2 separate regions of the Mus musculus genome follow, and region 2 is linked to region 1. A link is a contact called in public Hi-C data. All regions are on one chromosome and are shown on one strand. The core of a region is the stretch at or near the end of the contact, and the rest is flanking DNA. Distances in the headings are between cores, read along the strand shown. Region 1 holds the start of Stt3a (STT3, subunit of the oligosaccharyltransferase complex, homolog A (S. cerevisiae)). Region 2 holds the start of Hspa8 (heat shock protein 8).

The links. Hi-C and Micro-C count contacts between places; a contact is called where the count stands out from the background.
Region 2: a contact with region 1 is called in a Hi-C map of CD8 T cells, with 13 times the contacts expected there. The contact joins the promoter of Hspa8 here to the promoter of Stt3a in region 1. A contact is called at or near these places in 1 of 39 promoter capture datasets (pre-B cells) and 1 of 484 Hi-C or Micro-C datasets (CD8 T cells).

The regions. Positions count from the first base shown.
Region 1 is chr9:36,766,221-36,769,001 of GRCm38.p6, forward strand. It overlaps Stt3a (STT3, subunit of the oligosaccharyltransferase complex, homolog A (S. cerevisiae)), which reads right to left and starts at 1,402. Exons shown (of 18, transcript NM_008408.5): 1 at 1,330-1,402. Gm26787 (predicted gene, 26787) reads left to right here and starts at 1,667. Exons shown (of 4, transcript NR_166654.1): 1 at 1,667-1,820.
Region 2 is chr9:40,799,859-40,802,639 of GRCm38.p6, forward strand. Hspa8 (heat shock protein 8) reads left to right here and starts at 1,418. Exons shown (of 9, transcript NM_031165.5): 1 at 1,418-1,490; 2 at 2,060-2,269; 3 at 2,560-2,765. The coding sequence starts at 2,065.

The sequences.
Region 1 (2,781 bases), core at 152-2,651:
TGACTAGACATAATTTCCAGCTATAAATCTAAGCCTCAATTGATTGGCTACAAGCTTTTTTCTGTTCCAAATCCCAGTGTGCATGCTCTCTGGCCAACTAAAGAGCAGGTGGTCACTAATGCAAGTTCAATCCATGCACTCAAGAGAGAAATATACTCAGGCCACCCACTACATATTCATTTTCAAAGTTCAAACTGTAACTACTGCTCAGGTCTATTTCCCTGTAACTCATTTCATGACCCAGAGAGAACTTGGAGCACCAGATGAAAATCTAGAGCAAAATTACAATAATAATAATAATAATTTTGTTTCTTCTAGACCAGAATAAATTTTGGAATGGTGGTAAGGGAAGCAATCTGCAGACAGTTCAGAATGGTGATCAATTATAGACAATTGGTATGTTAAGGACTAAGAAACAAAGAGTGTGGCAACTGAGAAAACGTAGCACTGTTCAAAACTATGCTGGGAAAGGGGAAACTGCATTATCTTGTTCCCTTCTTTCCAGGGACCAGGGGGTTGCAAAAGGAAAACACTGGACAAAATGGAAAACACGAAGACTCACACTGCGAAGTCTAACATCTTTCCTTTAATTAACTATACCAAAAGAGCAGTTTGGGCTGGTGTGATTAATTATAATTCCAAAGGGAAGGCTTATCACGCACTAATTCTGGGAAGTGAACAACTCAGTCCCATCTCTTGGGTTTGTAGTTGTTCTCAGGAGATAAGTGACATGGAAACTAAACACCACTGAGCTAATATGATCCACACACCTGAAGAGTAAGCAAAGGCAGCGAGAGTGCTAAAACCTGGACTTTAAAGCTAAACACTGCGAGTTTTCATACCGTTCTTGGCAATCTCCACACACCGATAGGGTACAGAAAGGGAAAGGACGCTTTTCTTATCTGCTCATCATCTCTCTGCTTCTCAGCTGTGTCTGCAAGCCTTGACCCACCCGAGCTCTAAATTCTAGGGCTGCAGCCTCGGTGGTTTTCCCACATACGTTTCCACGTCATCTTGTGCACCCTCACTGACTTCGAACCCACTATCTCAGCACACTCCGCGTGGCCCTTCCAAGCTAGTCCCAGGATCCTGTGCCCCACGCCCTCATGGCCAGAGTGCATTGCTCTGCCAAGACCCTTCCTCAGATCGTCTGGTGCCCCAATGCCTGGACGTCCCCATCTCACACTCCACGCCCCCTCCTCCGCCCAGGCCGCAGGCAGGCTCTGCTCCCCACCTCTACAGGCTTGTGTCCAGCACCTCGTTCGGGCCGGCCAACAGCCCGCGCGGCACCTGCCGCTAATCCTCTAGCGCTACCCCAGAGTTTCTCACCTCACGGATGCTCCTCAGGAACCCACTCTGCTCCCCCTGCCATCCGTTCAGCGGCGCACTCAACCCTGACAGCAGCCAAGGCCCGCCTCCCTGCCCGCTCCGCATTGGCTAGCCTCCGTCGATGTATATTTCAGGGGACCGACAGGATAACGGTTCTGTCTGTCATTTCGAGGGCGTGGATCGAGTCTGGATTCCTCCTTTTGAATGGACAATGTGACTGTCATTCACCCTGTTGAGAGGCGTGACTATGAAGTCCCACCGAACTGTGATAGGCCGGCGCGGGAAAGCGAAACGCGCGGAAAGAGCGTGCTCTGAACAGTTTGGTTGAGAGCCGAGCAGTGACGTGTCGGTCTGCGGACCAGGAAGGAGCGGCGATAGGAAGGAGTGGACGCTGTACCCTGGTCACATGAGCAGAAGCGGAAATACGTAAAGAAAGCGGCAGTCGTACCACGTCCGGAAAAGTTGGGCTGCAGATCCGTTTGTTTTTTAAGGTAGAAATGGCCCGTTACCTATTAAACGGTTAAAGGAGAGAAGATATGTTGTGAAAACTCTCAGCCTCCATGGTTCACACGAACCCACCTTGTGTAAGATGTGTCAACTAATAAGCCCAAGAATTGTTTCTGTGTTTGCAGTAACCTCGATAAAGGGACCTTTGACAAATTTCACCGAAACGTTTCACTCAGGTCTGACTTTATGGAAGGGCCCGGGAGGCCTTTTTAGGGTGTCACCGCCCGAGTCGGGCTGAGCCGGCAATAGCCTGCAGAAATTATCTCAAGGCTCGGAGCGGCTAGCCCTGGGCAATCAGGAGCAGCTTAGCATCGCCGGGCCCCTGCGAGGGTGACCTTTCCTCCCGGGCCCTCCGAGGATGGTACTGAGAACGGGCACAGGAAGGGGTTTCAGCTGCCAAACTCCAGTCTTTTCCGATATATACATATAAACAGATGTACTAATTCGAACACTTCCATGCCTTACAAGCCTCAAACCAAAGGCTACGGTAAGATTAGACCATCCAGATACCATTCATATTTGGTGCCAGTGACGCTGGCTTCTCTTTTCCTCTCCCATGAAGGGAAGCACCAACTATTGAAATCAGTACTTATTACAATAATGCATTTCCTCAAAATGCTCATGACCAGTTTTTACACCAGGACCTAACTCAATACCTCTTCTCTTTTGTTTTTATAGTAAATGTTCCATGTAGTTTTATTTTAGCAAGAATAACGGCAAAGCACACACTTGTGATGCCAGTGCTCCCAGAGTCTGAGGCAGGAGGAGCTAATTCCAGGCATCTTAATCTGAAGGAGATAAGCATGAGGACTTTACATACATTCAAACTCCTGTGGCTTCAAAACCTAGCTTAATTTCTTACATAGATAAATTATTTCTCACAGTTCTAGAGTCTGGGAAACAAAAGATTACAGTGCCCGAAACTGACGAAGACTTTTACCACGG
Region 2 (2,781 bases), core at 168-2,667, 4.0 Mb after region 1:
TTACTAGCTTTTGACAAGGACAAAGAGTCCCCGGTCTTCCGCTAGCCTTCCTCACGTGGTCTGGAGACCTTCCAATTTAAACGCCACAACAGTATTCTTTAAAAAATAAAAAGACAACCTATCTAACTAATAAAGAGCTGCACTCCCTGCCTATTTGAAAGGACGCGTGGAAAGTGCTAGAGAGCCGGGTGTGACGAGGCCCGGAACGCCCAGCCTCCAGGCACTGCGGTTTCAGAGTCTAAGCACTCGCTCCGGCCATTGGCTCAGTCACGTTTTCAAGGACTCAGCGCGGCCGGGCGTTTAATTTTTGGTAAAAGTCAAGTCAGGAGAGACATTACCTCATGTTACTGAAAATAAAAAGGTCGCGATCACTCTATCAAGGACACGGGGCTGCCGGAAACCAGGAATGCCAGTGCCTAGCTCACCCACAAAGGGACAAAAAACATTTATCTTTCGTACATTTATTCCATTAACTGATGAGTCTGGTGGAGCAGAGAGGGGACAGAGGTCACGCTGTCCCCTGTGGGACAGCGGAGGTGGGGAGGGGCGTTCGGCTCAGGGGTAAGCAGAGAGGACTGGGCCATTTCTTTGATAGAGGATCACAAACGATCCTGGGGACATGTGGCGAGCCAGGCAGATCGAGCCTCCGCACTGGGGGGGGGGGGAATCGAGGTGTCCCATTTTGTGGGGGGTGAGGGGTGGGGAAAGCCAGCGAGATAGCGCGGCGGCTTAGCCTCCCACAAGCTGGCAGCACGAAACAAGAAGCCTAGCAGTGCTCCTTAGTCTCAGGCTGGGGTGGACCAAGCCCGAGGCCGGGAAACCGCCGGGCTCAGGGAGAAGGACCGAGGGTCGTGTGGGGGAGGGGCGCAACAACCTTCGCAGCCATTTTGTCCTCGCCCCACTTCCGTCTTCTCTTCCCGGACTCCCCCTCCCTCAGGCTCTTCTCTCAGGCAGCCCGGGGTCCCAAGAGGTAGGGATCCGGCCGAACGCTGCTCTCATTGGTCCGTCGCGGAGGTACCCGCCTTCCTCCCAGGGCATCCTTCCGCCCCCTCCCGCCTGCGCTGCCGGGTCGCGCACGCGCACTCGCCGGCGACCCTCTCCCCTCCCCCAGCAGCTCTGAGTGACAGAGGACTCCCGCGCGCGGGCTCCCGGCGCCCCGCCTTCTCCGCTCCCCCCGGGCCGTTCCCAGAGCGGGGGCGAGCGTGAAAGTTCCAGAACGCCGCGGTCGTGCGTCATCGCGAGGCGGGGCGGGGAGAAGGCGGGACCTAGGCGAGCGTTCTGGCTCTTCATTAGTGCAGTCGGCAAGGGCTGGTCGTCCATTGGCTAAGAAGCTATGATCGGCAGCGGGATGGGGCGGCACCCTTCTGGAAGGTTCTAAGACAGGGTATAAGAGAGAGGGAAGCGGGCGGAAACCGGTCTCATTGAACGCGGAGGCAGCTGCCTGGCATTTGTGTGGTCTCGTCGTCAGCGCAGCTGGGCCTACACACAAGGTGAGGCATGGGACTCGGGGGTTTGCGGGGGTCCGGGGTGGTGCAGGAGTCCCGGGGAGTCTCTTAGGCGGCGGCTGCAGCTCAGGCCGTCACCACCAGGGACAGAGACTGCAGCAGATCCGGAGGATGGGCTGAGTCAGGGCGGCGCCGCCATGGCCTTGTGGCTCCGCGTGGCGGGGGAGGGGAGCCACAGGCGCCCTGGTCTTTTTATCCTGTCTGTGACTTCAAATATAAGGCTTCTGCCCGGCGCCCACAGGGCAGGGCCCCCCGAGGTGGGAAAGGGGGATCCTGGCTCCCGCGGTGCGCGGTCCGGGTGGGGGGGGTTCGGGGGGCGCTCGGAGGTGGCCACGTGCTCCACCATTGTCGCAGACCTTTAGGACAGATGGTTCCTTGAGCCTTGGGCGGGCTGTGCCAGGCTTGGCACAGACCACCTATACTGCAGCACTGCTGCCACGAGCCTGCCGCGTGGCTTCAGGTGATAGGTCTGGGTCACCAAGTCCAGACCCACTGCGGACTGGATAAAAGCCGGAAAGCGAGTGCTTAGCCCCCCTCCTTTTTTTTTCTAATAGCAACCATGTCTAAGGGACCTGCAGTTGGCATTGATCTCGGCACCACCTACTCCTGTGTGGGTGTCTTCCAGCATGGAAAGGTGGAAATTATTGCCAATGACCAGGGTAACCGCACCACGCCAAGCTATGTTGCTTTCACGGACACAGAGAGATTAATTGGGGATGCGGCCAAGAATCAGGTTGCAATGAACCCCACCAACACAGTTTTTGGTAAGTCGCCAGCATCTTTGTGCCACTAGCATGAGTAAAAGGGCTGGGGGGCAGGGCATTTGGAATGTAGAAACAGATCTGCCTTAATAACTGCAGCCTGAGATTGCAACTGTTTAAATATGACAATATAAGGCCACAAGATTTTAAATATGGGCCTTGGCTTCCTGCACTAGAGATTACGTCCATCTAGATGGGTGCTGCAGGTTTTTGTTTTCTGTTTTTTTGGTTTTTTTTTTTTTTGCAGTGATAGGCACTAAGGAGTGTGATGAGGTATGTTTAATATTTTACAGATGCCAAACGTCTGATCGGGCGTAGGTTTGATGATGCTGTTGTTCAGTCTGATATGAAGCACTGGCCCTTCATGGTGGTGAATGATGCAGGCAGGCCCAAGGTCCAAGTGGAATACAAAGGGGAGACAAAAAGTTTCTACCCAGAGGAAGTGTCCTCCATGGTTCTGACAAAGATGAAGGAAATTGCAGAAGCGTACCTCGGAAAGGTGGGTTTTTTTTTTA